Linked DNA regions of Mus musculus: region 1 is linked to region 2. Evidence: chromatin contacts called from public promoter capture Hi-C data. All regions are on one chromosome and are shown on one strand. The core of a region is the stretch at or near the end of the contact, and the rest is flanking DNA. Distances in the headings are between cores, read along the strand shown.

Region 1 (5,241 bases), core at 1,622-4,121, 130 kb after region 2:
GAAACCCCAGTCTGCGGGGTTTCGCAGACTTTCATGGTCCAACAGAGGAGAAGTCTCCATGGGTTAGGAGCCAAGAAAACATGGCCCTGAGGGCTGGCCAGTTGGAGTTAAAAGCAGCCCAGTTGAAACATGGTATAAGATTTGTGGTGGCTCAAAATGACCACTGTTGTAAAAAGTTAAGTAAATGTCAAGATGTTCTTTTCCCAGAATTGGCCTCCTGTCCTTAAGTTTCCTCACTAAGAGACAGACCTCTGAGTGTTTAGAAAGTCTCACACAATGCCTCTGGTCCTTAAGTTTCCTCACTAAGAGATAGTCCTCTGAGTGTTTAGAAAGGCTCACACAATGCCTCTGGTCCTTAATTCTGCCCCCTTAATGCGGTTAAAAGTTAACCAATGATAAACTGCCAGCCCTAAACTGTGACTGAGAACTGCTCTAAAAAATGTATAAAAGGTGTGTGCTTTAGCTACTTGGGGTCACTTCTATCCCAATTTCAGGATGACCCCAGGATGCTGGATCAATAAACCTCTAGCGTTTTGCATCGATCTCCGTCCCTGTGTCTCTGTGAGTGAGATATCCCAGACATAAGGCTTTGGGGTCTTACAAGAGTAAGTGATAACTTAGGGTTATGGATTGGAGAGTAGATTCTAAACAGCAGAGAGGGTAGATATCTACCTAGCTCTTGTGCTGTTTAAAACTTATGGTAAGTAATGAAAGTTGTGTGTCTTTTATCCAGGAACTGAATGGTCAGAGGCAGGGTAGAAATCCCGATTTGGGATTGTTTACCTTCTACAACACTGCTCTGATGTCATCACTGCTGAGTGATGTCACTAACTCTGATGCCATCACTGCTCTGATGTCATCGCTGAGTGGTGTCACTACTCTGATGCCACCACTTCTCTGATGTCATCACTACTCTGAGTGATGTCACTAACTCTGATGCCATCACTGCTCTGATGTCATCACTGCTCTGAGTGATGTCACTACTCTGGCATGCACTGAGGAGAGGAAGGGAGAGATGGGGGAGAGATGGTGTTCTAGGGACAGTTGGGTAGTGTGATGATTTGTATATGCTCGGCCCAGGGAGTGGCACTATTAGAAGGTGTGGCCCTATTGGAGTAGGTGTGTCACTGTGGGTGTGGGCTTTAAGACCCTCATTCCAGCTGCCTGGAATCCAGTATTCTACTAGCAGCCTTCAGATGAAAACGTAGAACTCTCAGCTCCTCTTGCACCATGCCTGCCTGAATGCTGCCATGTTCCTGCCTTGATGATAATGAACTGAATCTCTGAACCTGTAAGCCAGCCCCAATTGAATGTTGTCCTTATAAGAGTTGCCTTGGGCCAGGCGTGGTGGCTCACGCCTTTAATCCCAGTACTGGGGAGGCAGAGGCAGGCAGATTTCTGAGTTTGAGGCCAGCCTGGTGTACAAAGGACAGCCAGAGCTATACAGAAAAACCCTGTCTTGAAAAACCAAAAAAAAAAAAAAAAAAGGGCTGGTGAGGTGGCTCAGTGGGTAAGAGCACCCGACTGCTCTTCCGAAGGTCCAGAGTTCAAATCCCAGCAACCACATGGTGGCTCACAACCATCCGTAACAAGATCTGACTCCCTCTTCTGGTGTGTCTGAAGACAGCTACAGTGTACTTACATATAATAATAAATAAATCTTTAAAAAAGAAAAAATAAGAGTTGCCTTGGTCATGGTGTCTGCTCACAGCAGTAAAACCCTAAGACAGGTAGGGTTCAGTGTGTTCCCCAAAGACTGCTAGCTTGTTCTTCCGTGGCTTTCTTCTATGCCTGCTTCATCTGTGTGACAGCTGCAGTCTCTTATGTCATTTATTACAAGACCTTACCCTTCCAGGGCACACCCTGTGCTTCACCCTGTTCAATGTCGATGGTATGGATCCAGCCTGGTCAAGCTCAAGTATCCACACTGCCCAGGGGAAGAACAGAGCAGAGCCCCAAGAGCCAGTGGGGAAGACAGTTCCAAAGTGGGGGTGGCTAGGTGGGCCTCTCAAATTCACCGCAGGCTGTGAGGAGGCAAGGGGGGAGCAGGATCAGAATCTCCCCCCCCCCCAGATGTCTTCAGTGTAGATATCCACACTGACAGGTATCCTGTCCTGTTGATTGGACTCCCCAAATCTGGTATGTGAACTGTGGTCTTTTAAGAAAACAAATTAGGGGGCTGGTGAGATAGCTCAGTGGGTAAGAGCACCCGACTGCTCTTCCGAAGGTCCAGAGTTCAAATCCCAGCAACCACATGGTGGCTCACAACCATCCCTAACGAGATCTGACTCCCTCTTCTGGAGTGTCTGAGGACAGCTACAGTGTACTTACATATAATAAATAAATAAATCTTAAAATAAATAAGCCGGGCGTGGTGGCACTCACCTTTAATCCCAGCACTCTCGAGGCAGAGGCAGGCGGATTTCTGATTTCGAGGCCAGCCTGGTCTACAAAGTGAGCTCCAGGACAGTCAGGGCTATACAGAGAAACCCTGTCTCGAAAAACCAAAAAAATAAATAAAAATTAAAAAATAAATATATCTAAAAAAAAAAGAAAAAAGAAAACAAACTAGCTAACAAACAAACACACAATACAGATGTTGGTAGATGAAATGTTGAGTGAGGTTCAGCTTTTCCCTTCGGCTGCTGTGAAGATCCACGGGAAGGTTTTTGTTGGGGATCCCTGTTTTCTTGCAGTTCTCAATTCCTTCCACCTCGTGGGTTCTAGGAATCAAACTCAGGTGGTTCCGTTTGGTGGCAAGCTTCCTTTACTGCAGAGCCATCTTGCAGTAACTGTTTTCAGTTCCTCCCTTTGAGCCATCTTGCAGTCTTGATTCCCTTCAGAGGATATCGCTGTGGTTTGGCCATTGGCCACCAGGAGGCGCTAACATCTGGGTCTCCGCTCCAGCACCCACGTGCCTTTTTGTTGTGCTCAAGACCCCGGCATTTCCTCCTGAGGATCAGAGAAGGCCAAACCCACAAACAACGGCTTTGCACCCAATACTCCTGTGATCGGCCCATATCCAAGTACCCAGAGAGATCAGGCTCCTCCACGGAACCTGAGAACCTTGTTTTCACTCCCAGACAGCTGCTTCCGGCCCAGAGGGTTCCTTCACAGAGAAAGGATTACCGTGTCTTGGGTGTGGAAGCCTGTGCTTCAGGCTGCTCATCACACCTGCCTGCCTTAGTTCCGGATTAACTGCTTGTCTCGCACTGAGTTGGATTCACACGCCCGGGGCCAAGAATTACCACCACACACACACACACATACACACACACACACACACCCCCACCCCATCCCATTCTTCCTACTGCTCTCTGCCTCACTGACTATAAGAGAATGCGTGTGTATCGGGCTGGTGCTAATTTCTCATGTTGCAAATTCTAGTCTTCTTTGGGTATCTATCACTAGTGGGGATGCGTCTCCTGGTCACGGGGTAGATGGTACGACTCGGATCTAAGCTTCATCCCATCTCTATAGCACTAGCTTGATGGAGGTATTCCACATCAACCGGACCAGACACCAGGGCCACAGGCATTCTCCTTGCAGGGCCTTGGGGAGGAAGGCTGGCTGGGCAGCAGTTCTAAGGATCCAGACTCATCAGAAGCCAGAATGGGCAATGAAGCTGGACGGAGGTGGAGCTTGAGAGATGAGGAAGCCCTTTGGAAGTGAAAAGAAGCAGTTCCCAGCCCTCCAGGACTCTCACCGCAGACCCCTCACTCCCCCCACTCCTCCCCTTCCTCTTGTCACCTGAGAGGGATTTGGTTTCTTGAGACTACAGTAATCCTCCTGCAGCAATTCCATGACACACTTGCCAAATGTCATGCAGTCAGTATGTGCAGCGTGGTGCTTGGATTGGCGTCTCCATGGTAAACTTTGCACACTATGACGAAGGTAGGGCCCACTCCTGCAGGTTTCAAGTGCTCACGTCACTGCTTACTGCTTACGGTGGTCACTGTGGTCGCCAAGCTACCTGGTGGCCTGACACCACCCCCTTCCCTTTTTTTATTGAGACAGGATTTTTTAAGTCCAAGCTGGCCTCAAACTCTTGGTAATCCTCCTGCCTTCTCTAAATCGTCTTCTAAATCTTGGGATTACAGGGTGTGTCATTACAGGCAACCACCCAAATTTAATTTTTGTTTTTTCCAGACAGGGTTTCTCGGTGTAGCCCTGGCTGTCCCAGAACTCAATCTGTACAACAGACCGGCCTTCAACTCAAGAGATCCAAGTGCCTCTGCCTCCAGGTACTGGGGTAAAGGTGTGAGGCACCACGCCAGGCATATGATCTTTAAAAATTGTATTTACTTATTTATTTCATTGAGTGCGCATGCACATACAGGGATGTGTATATGGAGGTCGAAGGACAACTTCAGGGCTTCATCAGCCTTCTACCCTCAGCTCTGCCTCTGACTGGCTAGTTCTAAAGCTAAGCTCACCGTCCGTTTCTTGTGCCTGTGATGGCAGCTTGCTCTCCACGCCTTGTTCACTCACTAGGTGAGTAAGATCTGTGACCTTCGCCCCTAAGCTTCCCAGCTCCTGTGGACCTTGGACTTGACCTGCTTATCCCTGCTCAGGGCAGGTACCAGGCAGCTAATCGTCATGCATAGCATAAGAGTATAAACGGAAATTCTGAAAATAAGCACACACTGGTCCAGGCTGCATGCATCGGTGCGGCCCTGTGCCCGATGTGAGCATCATGCCTGCAGCCGTTGTACCCACGTGGCATATTTGCCCACCTATCAGCTACGAGCAACCATCTTGGCTCCTGGGCTTCCAGGATTGAGTATTGCAGCACCCATGCAGAGCTAACTCAACACCCCAAAACACAAGCGTAGCGGCACCAAGAGTTGTGTAACTTCTCACAATGACTATTGCTAATTGCTGGCTTAATTTTTTTTTTATGCCAAACATCATGAGCATTTCTGTATAGGGAATAATCTACAGGTTGGGCACAAGGTGGCCCTTGAAGGTACTTTAGGACAGGGCAGGGTTGGGATAGTCACAGTAACCCCATTTATACACAGGGCAGAGGTCACAGGTAGCTAAAACCTCTAGGAATGGAACCTTCTGGTACAAGAGGGAGAAAGCTCACGTAACTGGAGCCCTGCTCAAGAGCTCTCTTGGCCTTCCACTGGGAGTGGGTCCCTCTGTCTTTCAGCAATGTCATCACATCTGTCACACATCCAGGCATCTGCAGTGACCATAGCCTGAACCAGAGTCTGCATTGCAGCTGCCAGTCAC
Region 2 (5,464 bases), core at 2,206-4,705:
CATGTGGTTAAGAATTCGCTCCTTAACGTTGAGGCTGATCAGTGGACTTCCAAGTCTTACCCACCCTGTGGAGCCCAAGAACTCAGAGAAGATGTCAGAGAACGGTGTGTCCTCCCGGATCGACATCCTTCGTTTGCTCCTCCAACAGCTAGAGGTGGCCGTGGAGACGGGGAAGCGGTTTATTGAGAAGGAAATTCAGGTATCAATAAGTATTTGCTGTTGGAGGCGCAATAATTATCCCACCAACTGTGGGCGTAACAGAGAAGGAGGGATGGACAGTCTTGGCTGGGTATTGCTCTGTCTAAACCCATTCGTCAGGAAAAACTGAACAGCAGCTGTTGGAGGGCTTTTTCTTCCCCCTTTTCCCTTTGAGATGGGTTCTTGGTGTATAGTTCTGGATGGCCTTAAATTTGAAGTCTTCCTAACTCAGTATTGGGACCACAGGGACACACCACCCTGCTTCACTAATACATATGGCCTTTTCCTTGGTACTGTGGGAGTCAGTTGCTGGCTTTCTGATGGATGGATTTCTGTTTTATCCAGCACTTTTAAGCCCTGTTTCATACTTTGGTTTTCTGTCTTTTTCCAGTACCCCTTCCTTGGGCCTGTTCCCACCAGGATGGGCAGGTTCTTCAGTTCTGGCTGCTGTCAGTGCCAAGTCCAGTCCTTCCATCTGGTCAGCGACATGTATGAGCTTGACACCAGTGGCTTAGGTAAGTATGCATGCAGGGGCCCGTGTTTACTGGACCTTTAACATTAAGAATGTAGTAAGTGCCATAAATGATAAACCCTAAACTTACGGGGAACCAGACAGACTCATATGCTGAGCCCCAGCTGCATTCCTGCATGCTGATGGATCTGCAGTGCAGGCAGCATAACTGGCAAGTCCTGCTGGAGAGCCTGAGACAGTCTGTCCAGAGCGGCAGCCAGTGTCCCTCCTCCATTGGCAGCTCTGCCTTTCTGCCTCTGTGTCTTTCAGTCGTGGGATTAAATGTGTGCATCTCAGGGGAAAGGCCCCTGCTATGACTTACTTGTTAGAATTGAGTTAACTGTTGCACCTTTTCAGAGTCTTACTACTTCAATTTATTTTATTTTATTATGTGTATGGGTATTTTGCCTGTGTGCATTTCTATGCATAATGTGCATGTCTGGAGCCCTCTGGGCCAGAGTAGGGAGGGTCATATCCTCTAGACTGGAGTTACAGTTGTGAGTCACTATGAGGGTTCTAGGAATTGAACCTGGTTCTTCTACCACAGCAGCCAGTACTTACTCGTAACTGCTGAGTTCTCTCTCCAGCACCAACTTTTTGGGGTGTTTGTGTGTCTCGGGGTGTGCAGGGGAGGGCAGGTGCCTATGGAGACCAGAGTTGTCAGTTGGGTTGGAGTTGGGGATCCAGGCCATTATGAACATCCTGAAATGTGTACTTGGAATTGACCTCAGGTCCTCTGTACTCTTAACTGCCAAGCTATCTCTCCGGGCCCTGCTGCTGTAGGTGTTTGTCATTTATGTGTTTGCTTACTTAGTCTGTGTGTACCACAGCACTCAGGGCAAGGTCACAGAACCAACTGGATCTGGGGGATCAAACTCGGCTTTGGTGACAGTGGCTTTCCCAGCCCACAGGGTTTTTTCAGCACAGCTTGTGGGCTGGGCTTGAACTCAGTCTGGTTGCCGCAGTGTGCTGGGCTCTGGGTCACAACTCTATGCAGTCGTGCCCAGCTTATTGTTTTTTCTTTAAAAAACAAAACAAAAAAATTCCCAACCCATTGATTGCTTGTTTTTCATTTTTAGAGGGTACAGTGGATATACAGGAACGAATAGAAAATAGTCTTGCATCTTTACTAGAACTATTGAAAGGTAAGTTTTTATTGTAGATTCCTGAATTGTGCTTGTGTGTCTGACAGTAGCTCAGTGTATATAAATATATATGGAAGGGTTTGGAAATAATAAGCTTTTCTTTTTAATTTTAAAATTTATTTTTTCATCTTTAAAGTTAAAGTCTTTGTTTTTGTGTTTAGATGGTCTTCATGTATGTCACCTCACAGTGGCACAGGGCTGCTAAACCACCCAGTCTGTAGTTTATGACAGCCCGTACTTCAGATCTCTCAGCTGATGGCTAGCATGCTTTTTTGTTTTTTGTTTGTTTGTTTGTTTGTTTTTCCAGACAGGGTTTCTCTGTGTAGCCTTGGCTGTCCTGGAACTCACTCTGTAGACCAGGCTGGCCTCTGCCTCTGCCTCCCAAGTGCTGGGATTAAAGGCGTGCGCCACCACTGCCCGGCTATAATTTTTAAGACTACTTTTTATATTTTGGCGACTATAGCACGTTAATTGTTAAGACTTTTTACTTTATATGCCTTTATATATTGAAGCTTTGTGTGAGGGAAGTTTTATCTTTTGTCTTCTGATGGTTCTGAGGACGGTGTCTGAGACTGAGAGCAGGCCAGGCAAGCACTGGTGCTCAGCTCCACTCCTATTCACTGGAGCTTTAATTTGTTTGTTTGTTTTTTTGTTGTTTTTGTTTTGAGATGGAGGTCTCATCTTGTAGCTCTAGGCAGCGTGGAACTTAGTATGTAGACCAGGCTGGCCTCAAACTTAGAGATCTTCCACGCCTCTGACTTCCAGTGCCACCAGGCAGGCCTGGCTTGGATTAAATTTTTATGTTAGTTATTTTCAGATTCTATATTCTAAAAGCATCAAAACTTACAGAGAATAATATCATAAAACCTTTTCTCCCCCTCAGGTGTCTTCAGCACATGTAAAGGGGACCTCTTAGAAGTTACAGATGGCAATGTGAAGACCCAGCCTGCAGTCCTAGAGAATCTGGTCTTCTTCGTTGAGGTGTGTCTTCCTCCTGCTGAGGGCCTGGCTTTGTCGCCTCGTCTCCGCAGCAGAGTGTGGGCTTTACACCTGCAGCTTGTCACTGATGGTTTAAGACACTAGGTGCCATTTTGTCATTTTTCTAAGCTGGCTTCCTCTGCTGTGCTTAGGGACAGCATCTGAGTGGCTCTTCCTCTACGGTTCACCCTCCTTGGGCTTTGCTTGAGTTCACACAGCCACTTGTTTTACTAATTGCCTAGCATTCTGTATTTTCCAGGCAGCTGGAGGAGGATAAAATACAGTGTAGTTTCCTTTTTTGAAAATGTTAGTTCGTGTGTAATCGAGACTGGCCTTGAACTCTGGACTCAGCTGCAGCCTCCTAGGAGTCATGGGCATATGCCAGCACCCTGATAGCAGCAGGACTCTTGATTTTAGTCAGATTCTTTCTGTTGTTGTTTAGATTTATGTGTATATTGTGTTCCTGTGTGGGTTCATGTCTACCTTGCATACAAGTACCTGCAGAAGGCCAGAGCTGCCGTGTGGGTGCTGGGCACCGAACCCAGGTCTTCTGTAAGAGCAGACAGCCTTCTTCAGTGCAGAGTGTTCCCCCAGCCGGTGCTGTTGAGTAACCCAGTGTGGGATAGGAGCCAGCTGGATGCTCAGGGCACACATCCACTAACTGCTGTGTGGAGAGCTCCCGCATGCTGGGATGTGGGCTTTGCACTTAGCAAAGGGACACACACGTCCTCCCTCTCCTTAGGGAAGGGAAGGAAATGGAGACTAGCAGAGGGAGAGCCAGGAGGAAGGACAATGCTATCAGCTGTTGGAGCAGCAAACTGGGACAGATACATAGGAGACACCATCCAAGGAAGAAGTGTTTGTGCTGGCGCATAGTCACAGCTGCCAGTCCTGGTTGGCTTGTCCCTTTCCATGGTCACTGGTTGGCTTCTGCATAACTGCCAGTGCCATGACTTTGTCTCTGGCTGCTATGCAGATGCCTTAGTGTAACTTTTGCTGATGAGCTTGTAAACTTCCTCTTTCAGACTATTTCTGTCATCCTTTGGGTGTCCAGTTACTGTGAAAGTGTCTTGCGACCATACAAATTAAATATCCAGAAAAAGAAAAAGAAGAAAAAAGAAACGAGCATCATCATGGTAATGACAAAGAGCAGCCGACCGCCTGGCCCAGCCCGATTGCCTCGCCTTCCGCTGTTTCCCTGCACATTCTTAGAGCTGTCAGGTCTCTGAGGCATGTTTGCTGCAGCCTTTCCTGTAAGGGCTGTGCTGTGTTGCCTGGGCTTGTCCTGACTCTTGGTCCTCGGCCTCCCCAGTAGCTGGGACACAAGTATGTGCTGGTTTTAAGACAGTCTCACTATGTAAGGCAGCTGTCTCTCAACTTACATTGTCCCTGCCGCCCGCCGCTTCCCAGGTCCATCCTTAAAGTACCATGAAGATCCTTCCCTAGGTCCACTGAAAGGACAGTGCAGTGCGTCCCAGGAGCTAAGTTAGCAGCTAATGGGTTTCTCCAAAGTGGGTCCATTCATCCCTGTGCTCACAGCATCAGACATGCATGCTGGGAAGTTATCACACCAAGCTAGAAAAACGGGCTGTTTGGGAAGCTTTTAACGGCTTTTTCATCTTCTTCCCCCAGCCTCCAATCTTCACCAGTTTCCAAGACTACGTTACTGGACTTCAGACTGTAATTTCCAATGCTGTGGATCATATTAAAGGACTTGAAGCACATCTGATTGCACTTAGACTTGAGGAGCTCACGTTAGAGGAAACTTCTATCTCTACGGTAAGAGATGATGTGCAAGCAGCGAGGATTGTGCACAGGTTGAAACTTTCTCCTGAGGATCAGTTCATGCCCAGTTCATCACAGATTTCACTTATACCCAGCTTGTCATGAAATAGCTCTGTGTCTAAGCTACTCAGGAAGACTCTCACATTTTTCTTGGTCTGGGGTGCACACCTGTTGATCACAGCCTGTGCCATGTGTGCCTTACATGAGTCACCTGATGCCAGAAATGGCTTTCCCCTTCCATAATCTTTATGAACTGAAAATGCCATTGGTGTTCTGCCTGAGGTCTCTATAAACTGAGCGACTGAGTTTTGAGCAAGACTACTTGTTGTTTATTTTGTAGGAAGAAAGAAAATTTTCAAAGACTGTGCAGGGGAAAGTCCAGAGCAGTTACCTGCACTCACTTCTGGAGACAGGGGAGCTGCTGAGAAAAAGACTTGAGACTACAAAGAAACTAAAAATTTAAGGAATTCTGAACCATAAACACCGAAGGTTCCACAGCAGAAGATGACACACCACCTTCCCCAGCAAAAACAACATCTGGCTGGCATTGTTCTAATCCAGAACTTCCTCACAAATGCATGAAGGACTTTGATCGTGAATTAATTTTTGAGGTATTAAATATATACAACAAATTAAATTATTGTATATAAACCAGAAGCAGGACCCTCATCTGGGTTTACCACTCTTTATACCTGTCCATACATACAGGACAGCAACAAGAGCACCCCACCTCACTCCCAGCTCCAGGAATGGCTGGGGTGGACATTTCTATACAAGCAGCAATAGAGAATAAGTATAGCATCGACCTCAGAGCAGGTGGGTTGCTTTTTCATCATGCAGTGGGAGT

What was found. Capture Hi-C pulls out chosen DNA fragments and counts their contacts.
Region 1: a contact with region 2 is called in a promoter capture Hi-C map of liver. The contact joins two enhancer-like sites. A contact is called at or near these places in 1 of 39 promoter capture datasets (pre-B cells), 1 of 115 datasets of contacts at active chromatin or transcription factors (embryonic stem cells) and 3 of 9 other capture datasets (adipose tissue, liver and pancreatic islet).

The regions. Positions count from the first base shown.
Region 1 is chr5:121,561,745-121,566,985 of GRCm38.p6, forward strand. It overlaps Aldh2 (aldehyde dehydrogenase 2, mitochondrial), which reads right to left. Exons shown (of 13, transcript NM_009656.4): 13 at 4,283-5,241. Among named protein-coding and RNA genes, the nearest start is that of Mapkapk5, 18 kb to the left of the region's middle. Within about 2 kb of position 2,872, at least 99 of the 459 cell types and tissues checked have an H3K27ac peak or open chromatin away from gene starts, as enhancers often do. A contact at or near this core is called in adipose tissue and liver, where this site is marked.
Region 2 is chr5:121,434,871-121,440,334 of GRCm38.p6, forward strand. It overlaps Naa25 (N(alpha)-acetyltransferase 25, NatB auxiliary subunit), which reads left to right. Exons shown (of 24, transcript NM_172722.4): 18 at 1-199; 19 at 590-713; 20 at 1,789-1,854; 21 at 2,738-2,835; 22 at 3,858-3,968; 23 at 4,465-4,611; 24 at 4,958-5,464. The coding sequence ends at 5,080. Among named protein-coding and RNA genes, the nearest start is that of Erp29, 15 kb to the right of the region's middle. Within about 2 kb of position 3,456, at least 19 of the 459 cell types and tissues checked have an H3K27ac peak or open chromatin away from gene starts, as enhancers often do. A contact at or near this core is called in adipose tissue and liver, where this site is marked.